2 separate regions of the Gossypium arboreum genome follow, and region 1 is linked to region 2. Evidence: chromatin contacts called from public Hi-C data. All regions are on one chromosome and are shown on one strand. The core of a region is the stretch at or near the end of the contact, and the rest is flanking DNA. Distances in the headings are between cores, read along the strand shown.

The links. Hi-C and Micro-C count contacts between places; a contact is called where the count stands out from the background.
Region 1: a contact with region 2 is called in a Hi-C map of leaf, with 1.5 times the contacts expected there. The contact joins the promoter of LOC108464132 here to the promoter of LOC108464107 in region 2. A contact is called at or near these places in 3 of 5 Hi-C or Micro-C datasets (all in leaf).

Annotation. Positions count from the first base shown.
Region 1 is chr13:69,043,053-69,048,244 of ASM2569848v2, reverse strand. It overlaps LOC108464132 (protein NSP-INTERACTING KINASE 2), which reads right to left and starts at 1,569. Exons shown (of 11, transcript XM_017764244.2): 1 at 1,163-1,569; 2 at 917-1,049; 3 at 764-835; 4 at 532-675; 5 at 355-426; 6 at 202-261; 7 at 1-82. The coding sequence starts at 1,265. LOC128286708 (a long non-coding RNA gene) reads left to right here. Exons shown (of 2, transcript XR_008277343.1): 2 at 1-34.
Region 2 is chr13:68,906,901-68,912,411 of ASM2569848v2, reverse strand. LOC108464107 (S-adenosylmethionine decarboxylase proenzyme-like) reads right to left here and starts at 2,114. Exons shown (of 4, transcript XM_017764204.2): 1 at 1,985-2,114; 2 at 1,772-1,838; 3 at 974-1,125; 4 at 1-872. The coding sequence starts at 633.

The sequences.
Region 1 (5,192 bases), core at 320-2,819, 140 kb before region 2:
GGAAAAAGGCATTGGCATTGGCCTTGTTCTTGAACAGTCTTGTTCAGCTCCAGCATCACATATCAATGGGTTTCCAACAATGCTGTGTCAACTAAAAAATATAGTAAGCAAATAATAAACAGACGAAAAAAACAATTTAAATATCATGTTTCAAACAGGGTAATCACTGTAAGCAAAAGCTTGCTGTATGAGTCAACTTACTTGAATGTTTTTGCAAGCAAGCCTGGCAGTGGACCACTCAAATTATTGAAAGACAAGTCCCTGGAAGGAAATATTAATCCTTAAATCCGATATGCATCAATTTGGAAAGAAAGAAAAAGACTAAATGGAATTCATAGAGTTTCAGAAAATTACAGGAAACTGAGCTGAGTCATGTTAGCCAAAGAGGAAGGTATAGTTCCTGAGAGACTGTTGTTATTCAACCTCCTGATGCAATTCAAAGGAAACCCCATTATCATCATATTCAAACTGATTCTGAAGTTGCTAAAACCATAGCAAAAGTTCAATATATATATATGTATGAATGCTTACAGGTATTGGAGGGCTTCTAAATGGGACAAAGTGGTGGGAATTTGACCAGAGAAGTTGTTGTTAGAAAGATCAAGTGTGTGAAGGTTGGGAAGCTTCCCTAGTTCTGAGGGTATATAACCTGATATATTGTTATTCTGTAGGAGCCTGCAAAAAGCTTTCATTTAATAAGCATTGTAGCTAAACTAGGAACTATATAAACCAGGAATTTTTGTATAACAGTTTTGAAACTTACACTAGCTGCAGATTGGTCAAGTTTCCAATGGTGGGTGCAAGTGTACCAGACAAATTCTGGCTTGGAGCTCCTCTGTGACAAAATCATATCATCTTTTAGAGTATTTGTTAGTGATTTTTAAAGTTTGAAGGAGTGTTTTTAAGTGGTACTTACAGGCCAATGACTAGACCATCAATAGAGCAAGTGACCATGTTCCAACTACATGGATCAACAGCAGCTTCATCCCAATTGTCAAGAACACCATGAGGATCAACCAGAAGCTCTTTTATTCCCATTAAAGCTTGCACTGAAAACAAAAAGAAAATAACCAAAAGGATCATTTCCTTGTTCATGTACAATGCATTTCTTCATTATAGAAATTAAAAAAAAAAAAAAAGTAAAGAAAAACAGTTTAGTTACCTTCGAAGTTAACACCTTTTGGTGAAAGCAAAGCAGTTGCAGAAGAACAGAAGAGGAACAAAACAACCCAACACCACACAAACTCTTCTTGCTTGAGTCCCATTGTTTTCAGTAGTTGAAGCTCTAAGAAAAAAACCAAAAGCAGCTCTTTTTTTTGGGTATGAAGCCGGTAAGGAGCTGGTACACGAAGTTCGTAAGCAAAAAACAGCTTCAAACTGAAAGTAAATGGTTAAGTAGGATGTTGTTGTTTTTCATGCAATGGTTTACATCAGGATCCAAGCTCTGAAACTTCCCCCACTTGCTTAAGAATTGGAATTTGAACTTACTCTTCTTTTTCTGTCAGAAACTCAGAAGCAAGGGTTAAGAAAACAAGAGACTTTGATCATTTTAAATGAAATACTAGGAAAGAAGTAACCATCTAACATGGCTGACAGTGCTTTTAAAAATCAGACCACAGCGGTTCAACCGGTTTAATTGAACCCATTGATTGCATTAAAAATTAATTTTATTATTAAATATAAGTTTAAAATATAAAATTATCATCTAAATTTTTAAAAAAATATAAGTTAAAACCTATTTTCGGGAATTTTTGTCTGTTTAATTAGCTTTTAATTAATTCAAATGATTTTAAATTTTATATATCATTAGTTATTGAACGAGGATAATAATAGTAGATAAAAAGCTGAGGGTAAGCTACATTAACCAAATCTAGATGTTAACTGTTAAGCACCCTATGGTTTTATCATTTTATTATAATTACCCTATATCGTGGGGTTAGGTAAATTTCACACTAAAGAAAATTTTAAACTCCATTAAATGAATGTCATAGTGTGAAAGAGAAAGTGTTGGGTTGGAATTAGATTTGTTCCACAGTAAGAGTGGATCCAACATTCCCTGAGGACGCCCACTGTCTTTGTCTTCATGGAAAAAGAAATTAAAGTCACAAAATTGCTTCATTCTAATTAATTTGCTTTTTCACGATGGTAATAATTAAAAGGTTAGAATCTCGAGGGTATAATCCTCGAGATTGTTGATGTAATAGCTCCTCATGAGATCTTTGTTTCTGTTTTTTCAATTTTCTCTTTTCTTTTTCATATAAAAAATGCATTCTCTCTACAGTCAAACACACTGTCCCATTTCAACATTCCAACATTACCAAAAGCACCCAACTTTATAAAGCAAAAGCTGCTCTTGCTCTTCCCTTTTCTCTATATCTATTCACTTTTGGGTATTCCATTATCCCATTATATTCCAATTAAATTTCCACCTAAACTGAAATAAATATCATTTTTTATTTAAAATCTCATTTTTTTTAAAAAGAAAATTAAAACTTGTAATATCTCTATTCATTACGCCATAACCTTTATATATATATATATATATATTAAAATTCATATCAGAAATACATTCAACTTAAAGCTTAAAACAAAATAAAAATCATGGTATTAGAAGCAAAGGGGTGATGATGCTTATTTTCGATACACGTGCAATGGAGACCCCATCATTGTAGTTGACTTCATTTTTCATTTAACCCTTTTCTTTTCCATTTAGACATTAAAAAGATAATTTCCAGCTCAATGCAAATTGGTCATCATATATATAAACAAATGTAAAGTTGATCAGACATAAAAGGTTTGCAAAGTTAAGATTATCACTTGGATAGCAACATTTTACTTAAAATCAACCAAACGGTTGTTTTTGTCTCAACATATCATTTAGGGTTAGAAAATTTTTTAAAGTTATGTTTAAAATTAACAAAATCAATTTGTTGACATCAAACATTATCTTTAAATTTAGGGTAAACTAAAAAAATAGTCACTTTTGTTTGCTTCAGATTACATTTTAGTCACTTATGTTTGAAATGTTATGTTTTAATCACTTATGTTATTATTTTATTACAAAGTGATCACTCTTCCGTTAAGTTTCGTTATCTCCCTAACAGTAATCCTACGTGGAAGTCCAACTAGATTTTAAGTGGCAACTTGGATTTCCAAATGGGATGAGAATAGATTTTTAATTAAATAAAAATTTTAAACCCTAAATATTAGTTGAAAAAACCGTTCATCTCCTCTATTGTTTTTAGCTTTCTTTTTCATTTGACTAAAAAAAGCTATTATCATAAAAAAAATTTATTCATGTACAAAAACAAAAGAGAATTCAATAGAGGGTCCAGGTATGTGTTCTTTACCAATAAATTTATGTTCTAAGACTTAAAATCAAGTGGTTTGTTTGTTCAATCCGATTTTTGTTTGTTTGTTTGTTTGTTCTTCTTGAATAATTGGTTTCTCAATCCGATTTTTTCTGATCTGAATCGGCTTGTTTGTTCACAATTCCTTTGTGGGTATTCCATATTTTTCTTTCTTATATGGAACTAATATAAAAAAAAATTACATTCTCAATCTTCTGTTTTGCATCTGTTTTGGCTTTCTTTGATTAATTTCATTTTAGATAGAATTATTTCTCTTATTTTGCTTTTCTTGTATGTGCGAAATCTTGTATGGAAACTCGTAATCTATCACTCTATTGTTTGTACTATCGTTGTTGTTGATATAAAATGGATTCAAGTTGTATACTTTATTCAAAAAATAAAAATCTTTCTTATTAATGAATACGAGGACAGACATCCCAATAGCCATAATAGCAGCAGCAACTGATGTCTTAGATGCAATCACAGCCTACTCAGTTGTAGCAACAGTTAGGTTTGCAAAAGCAGCCCAATCAAGTACAACAAAATATGCAACAGAGACTTCAAGCATCAGGTCAAACATCAAGTTCCTTGCTTCAAGTGTATCAATCATAGAGAGCTGTTCTGGAGACATCATCAAGTATGTTTTTGAATTTTTACAGTTACATACTGTTGCTCTTTGCCTTATTTCTTTGTTGCTTTCTAATATTGTGTTATTTAGAATAGTCTGAAATTTCTAACAATTTGTTTGATTATGTCAAGTTGGTTCCACTCAATTCCTTTGTCCAACGTTTGTATCTTTGTTCTTCCTAGTAATCTAACTTTCAAGATATTCCCGACATGGAGCTCAACAAGAAATATATGATTAGGAGATTGCAGTCCTTGAAATCGACTTGTTATTGTTTTTGCATCAAACTAGAGGGTAAACATGCTTGCAAATGTTAAGAGTTTTGTTTGGAGAAGGATGCACAAAGAATGTCCAGATAAGCAAGTGATTACAACGAGGCATTTCTTTTCTACATGAAATGGTCTAAAGGGTATCAAAACTCGATTGTTTTAATGGTGTCTTGGCTCAGTTTCACTGCTTCTGTTGAGACATGAGATTTGTGCTATAGATTTAGTTAAGTTTTATGTCTGAACTATACATCTCTTGTGTCTAATTTGTTCCACAAATCATTTTAATGCTTTAGTCTGATTCACCCTTATTAGCTACATTATGATCCCTGCGTCTCCCTGTAACACTCCAAACCAGTATCCGTTGCCGGAATAAGGTTAAGAAGTATTACTTGACTAAACAAAACTTCTATAAGGTCAAAGATACTTACCAGACATAAATAATCAACAATGCAAACATGTCTCATTGATTTTCCATAAGAGCTCTTATAAATTTGCAAAATGACTCACTATCAAAACATAACCGAATATCTAATAACAAATTAACTACTGTCAAGTTATAACTAAAACATTTCACCACATTAGTTCAATTATAAGGCTTCTCTAAACAAAATGAGCAAGCCATCTTCGCATGGCTATAATGTATACAAAGTCGAAATATCATTCTACCTATAGTCTATCCTATACATGCCTTAAACCATGATGATATACAATCTTCTCAACTCACATAATGACTATTTAGTGTGATGATATCTCTGACCCTTCCAACTCGAGCTAAAGTATAAACCTATAAGAAATGGAAAAGAGAACACGGAGTAAGCTTCAATGCTTAGTAAGTTTTAAGCAATGCAAATAATTAATTTACTTATAGATCGATTATTTCAAATTTTCAAGAAATCATTCCTAGATAATTGCCACTTTGGCCAAGTATCCATGAACGTAATGCATATT
Region 2 (5,511 bases), core at 865-3,364:
TATGCCAGACTTCATGGTCATCGAAGCTGCCGAGGTCGATTCGTCTTTGTAAAAAACCGTAGCCTTTTCAGTGTCCAAACCAGTCATGCACATCTCTAAAGTGTAAGTAGGGGCTTTGGTGTTAACAGATTCAGCAGAAGCAGAGTAAACATGCCATTTCTCTTTATCCAGCCCACCCATTTCATAAGCTTTGCTACCAGCGCCAAGCTTGCCAAAATAGCTATCAAGAATAACAACTTCTTCAGTGAAGTAACGATGAGGATATGGCTGAGCAGCAGGGAAGATAAAACTCCCACGAGTGTACCGAACAGATTTTACTGTAAGAGAAAGGCTACCCGCCAACTTCAGGATGGGTGGGATCGAAAGAAGTAGCTTTGTTGTCCCGCAGGTTTTGATGATGATCTTGTATGGATATACAAAGAGGCTAGACTCAGAAAGGACATAGGAGTCCAAATGATAGTTTGATAGTGAAGAAACTATAGTGCACTCAGCTGGTCCTAGAATCTCATCCAGCTGGGCTCTCGACAATGATCTGAGACCCTTTCCTTCAGGGTCAACCAAGGCACCAGGCTCAAAAAATGAAATCTCGAGCCTCTTTTCATAACCCTCAAATCCAATTACAGATACCGCCATTGTGAAGTCGCCCAAGGAAATACCAGAACAGGGTTTCTTAGAAACAAAGAAAGTAGACAGGCGCCAAGTGAGGAGATCGTAGATAAAAAGAAAACAGTTGCAAGGAGAGCGGGGGAGGAAGCCGGCCGAAGATAGATACTAATACTAAGTAATAAAGCAAATAAAAATAAATTGACCACTTTAACAGTGGTCAGAAGGGCGCACTTGCGTTACGAATATCAGGATGGTTTGCGAGCGCACTGCAAAATAAGGAACAAGATTTGTCAGCATCAAATGATTTATGCAAGTACAATTGCGTTGTTCATGATCTACAAAACTCAAATATATGCCAACCACTTACGTTGGAGTAAGCAGCAGATCTGAACTTCTTGATTCCACCGTTTGGTCGAACGTCTTCAATGCTGTAACCGAGAGGAGCTTCGTAGAATAATGACTTACTACTACTAGACTTCTTTTTCCCTCCCTTAGTCTCCATAGATCATTCAGCCACACCTAAATTACAATTAGAAAACAGAACAAACAGGTCAGATGAAACATGCACGTATCAAGAACGGAATTGATAAATCAATACCTTGAGCTCTGGAAAAAAACAATTCTAATCATGAAACATCATATTCTTTTAAGTATACGGAAATCATGAAACCGCATATAGATTCAAGTATCCAGAAAACCATGAAACAGGATATATGTTGAAAGTATTTAGAAATTCAAACAAAATATGCATTGAAGTATCAAAAAAATCACAGCATGTTTAAGTTCAAAACTCGAACATCATCGTAATTTATTTAAAAAAAAACACAAAAGAAAAGAAAGAAAAAAAATAATGACTTTGGCAAGAAGCAAGAAAATTAAAACTATAGAGGCAACAAAAGCTAGCATTCAAAATACTGTAATTTTTAAGAAAATATAAAGTAAAACAAATTTATAGAAGGTACAAGAAACATGAAGACAAATATAACAATCTTATTCAAATAAATAAATAACATCTTAAATTTAAACTGTACTCTTTTCGTGCAAAATTACATATCTATAAATAATATTATTATAAATTAGTAGTATTTTATCGCCTCCAAGATTGCATCATAAAGATATCATCAATACGATAAACAAATAAAAGATCGGAAGAAGAAATACTCACAATTCAAATTTTGGAATGCCAGGATCAACCTCTTATAAAAACTCGATTATCAACCTTGGCTCAGATCCTTCAAAAAACGAAAAGAAAACTCATCGCATATGAAGATACAAGAAAAAGAATCGATGATTTTCTTTTATTTAAAGAACATTACGAACAAAGCAAAAAGAAAAAAATATAATTACAAAAATTGCGAAAAAGAAAAGAAATACTTACAAAATTATACGAAACAAAAAGAAAAAAAAAAGCTCAGAATATTATGAGAGGTTTACAATAGTTTCTCACTTCTCGCAGTTCACGCAAATAATGAGAATATGGTTCTGTGGTGGAAGGGTCCAATTTATATAGGGCAGGAAGGTAGGGCTTTTCCTCGTGACTTCACGACAAAATTACGGTCTTGACCCTCCGTTTTACAGGGACGTTTCAGTTTTTTTTTTTTAACTCTTATTTTGGTTTATTATTTTATGAATCCATTATTAGCTGAAAACTGACTGCGTATGAGGCGTGAATTTCGCAACTAATTTTAAATTTTTATTAAATTTATATTATGATTTAAATAAAAAAATTAGTTCATATTTTAAAATTAAAAATTTACGTGATTAATATTATGTGTGAAAAATAAAAAAATAAAAACCGGTAGAAATGTATTATTTTCCATACCGACTATGGGGTTTTAATATCATTCCCTGTTGTTTCAGAAAAAGCCCCATGCATTTTTAAATTGGTTAGTTGACCAATTAAAAATAAATTATTAAATTTAAAAATAAAGGGATTAAATTAAAATCTAAAAAAGAGTAGAGATCTGGTTAATTGGAAGATGACCAAAATGGTCAATTGAGTGAATTAAGGAAGTTTGAAGTGAGGAAGAGATTTGTATGAATGATGGCACTTACGGTGATACGATTCCTATTCACCCATTATTTTGACACGTACCTGGCTCTTCACCTGTAATTTTCCACATCACTGCTTTGCTTTGCTTTATTTATTTATTTCCTCTTTCGGAATATTCTTTTTTCAATTTTATTTAAAAGTCATTTTCTTTTATTATTATAATAATTAGAACTTTGTTCTCGAATTTCTAAAAGTAATTTTAAAATTATTACTATTTGTTACTATTCTATAAATTAATTTTTTAAAGAATTAAGAATATTAGTTTGAAAAACTCTTATAAATAAGTAATTATTGATTTTATTTCCTTCTTTTTCGGGATTGGGGTTTTATTATAAAAAATAGTAGTAAATTAAAGAATTAGTTAGAAAATAATGTCAACTAGATTTTATCTTTTGAAATTTATTTAACTAAAAAATAATTAGAGTAATAATAAAATTGTATTTTAATATTATTAAACGTGTTGAATTCTTAAATTTTTTATTTTTAATTGTATTATTTAAAGGTCATATAAAAATATGAAAAAATATTATTATTCTAATATTAATTATAATTTAAAAGAAAGTAAAATAAATTTTCTCTCAAATAGTAAACTTATCATGTGAGATGATTAGTTATTTGCACATGTGAAACGTGTCACACTTTAATTTTTTTTTAAAAATTTAGGTTGAATGTTGAATTATCACGTATTAATTTACAAGCAACCAACACATGACAAGTCAACTTATTTTTAAAATCATATATACTGTTAGCTAAAAAAGGCATTGCTAAAAATAGAAACTTCACAATTAAATTGGTGCATAAGGTAGTGGTATTCCTTTAAGCACCAAACAACAAATAAATAAAACACAAAAAAATATTGTTTATGTATTTTAGTTTCTTTACATATGCAGAGCTTAGCTTATGAGAAACATTTATTGTCTTCAATACTTAAAATAAATTATCCTAAACTACCACACACCCTATGACAAGTTTCCTCACAATTGTACCTTGAAGATTAGATACGTTCATCACTAAATTCACCAATTGTGAATTTAGCAAGTAAAACCACAACACAAAGGTTTTACTATCAATATGTACTCATTCAATAAGGTTCCTCACTTTGAATAGATTAAGTGCTCAACTCTCTCCATACATAAGTCTATATAAGTCTCTCCATTATATAAAGTTTATTGAGACTTGCTTACATAACAAGACCTATCACAACCTCTATAAAACAGTTACATTATAAACTGAATACAATATAATAATAATGAACAAGATAGACAAGGATTCTTGGTAGCTAAGTCTTTAGAGATTCAATCCAATCCAACTTCATTTATTCAAAGGATTAGATAAGTGTAATCTTATTCAATCCAATCACCAATATATGACTCCCTAGGTTATATGATCTTCCATAATGGGCTAAATATCATGCATATAATCAGCATAGCCTAATCAAACAATTTAATAAATTGCCAACACCTTAAAATATGAAAACTATCTCCATACAATTTGTTGGGCAAGGGAGTGGGTACTCCCTTTGGCACCAATTTGTCAGTTTCATGTTTTCAACAATCTCCCCCATTGACAATTTGTTGAACAAAACATACACAAAGCAAGAAGCTCTAACATTAAATAACCTCAGCTCCCCTTTAGCATACTCTCATTAACTTAATAGACTTAACTTAGAAAATGATTAAGTAAATTAATCATCAATGCTTAGTTGAATTCGCATTAATAACCAACCAACCAACCATAATTATAACTAAGTAAGCTAACCAAGTAAGGACCTAATGCATCAAAGTAAATAAGCTAACCAAGTAAGGACCTAATGCATCAAAGTAAATGAAATCCATAAGCAAAACCAGTTCTCTAGGAGTTCAAAATCCGTTCACCAGCAGTATCAAAATAAAAAGGAAGTAGCAGCAGCAGAAGCAAACAAACTAAAAATTGAAAACTTCATTTCTCAATCGAAGAAAACAAACTAAAAATTGAAAACTTCATTTCTCAATGTTGCAACAAAATTTCCCAAAATATCTCCCTCTTTTAGCAGTCCCCCTTTCAAGAATAGTTTCTAGCCTCATCATCAAGCATCCTTTCTTTTTATCTCTCCTTTTTTTATCAACAAAATGCCAAACTAATCTTTACCAGGCAATGCAAGTAGATCAGCCTATAAAAGCTCTTTGATTATCAATCAACTTTCTCAAAACTTTGGCTTTAGCTTGCAGTTTGTTTCAATATATATGATTGAATTCAATAGAGAAGTTGAATTTATTAATTACCCTTTTCTTCATGCTCGAGGGGGCAAATTTGGTGCCTATAGCAATAGGCACTTCTTGGGTTTAAGATACTTCCTCCTGCTTAACATTATCATAACAATGTTACTCCCCCTATGGCACCCCAAACTTCCTCGGGACGATGTGACCCAAATCCACAACGTCACATTAACCACCAAAGTGACTCGAAACACATCCCAATATGTACACGCACAAATAATTTTTTCCTACTTATTTGATTGATAACAATAGTCATAGTCATGCAATTAAATCATACATAACTATGGATATCAAACAAAACTTAATTACATGCTTTAACTATCAAGAATCATTCAAATTGAAATAAAGGGAAAAATTGTCATTTAACATTCAACTTATGGAAACATTCGCATATTAACAATTTTGAAATACATTTCATCTTCAAAAACCTTTTAGTAATATTGTTGAAGAAATCAACTTAACCCGATTTACAAATCTCTGTTAATTTTAAAAACAAGTTTTAAAGACTAAATTGAAAGAATGAAAAAACATTAGAATAAACATAATACAATATTATTTTTACGTTTACAAAATTAGGCATTTAAATCTCATATATGA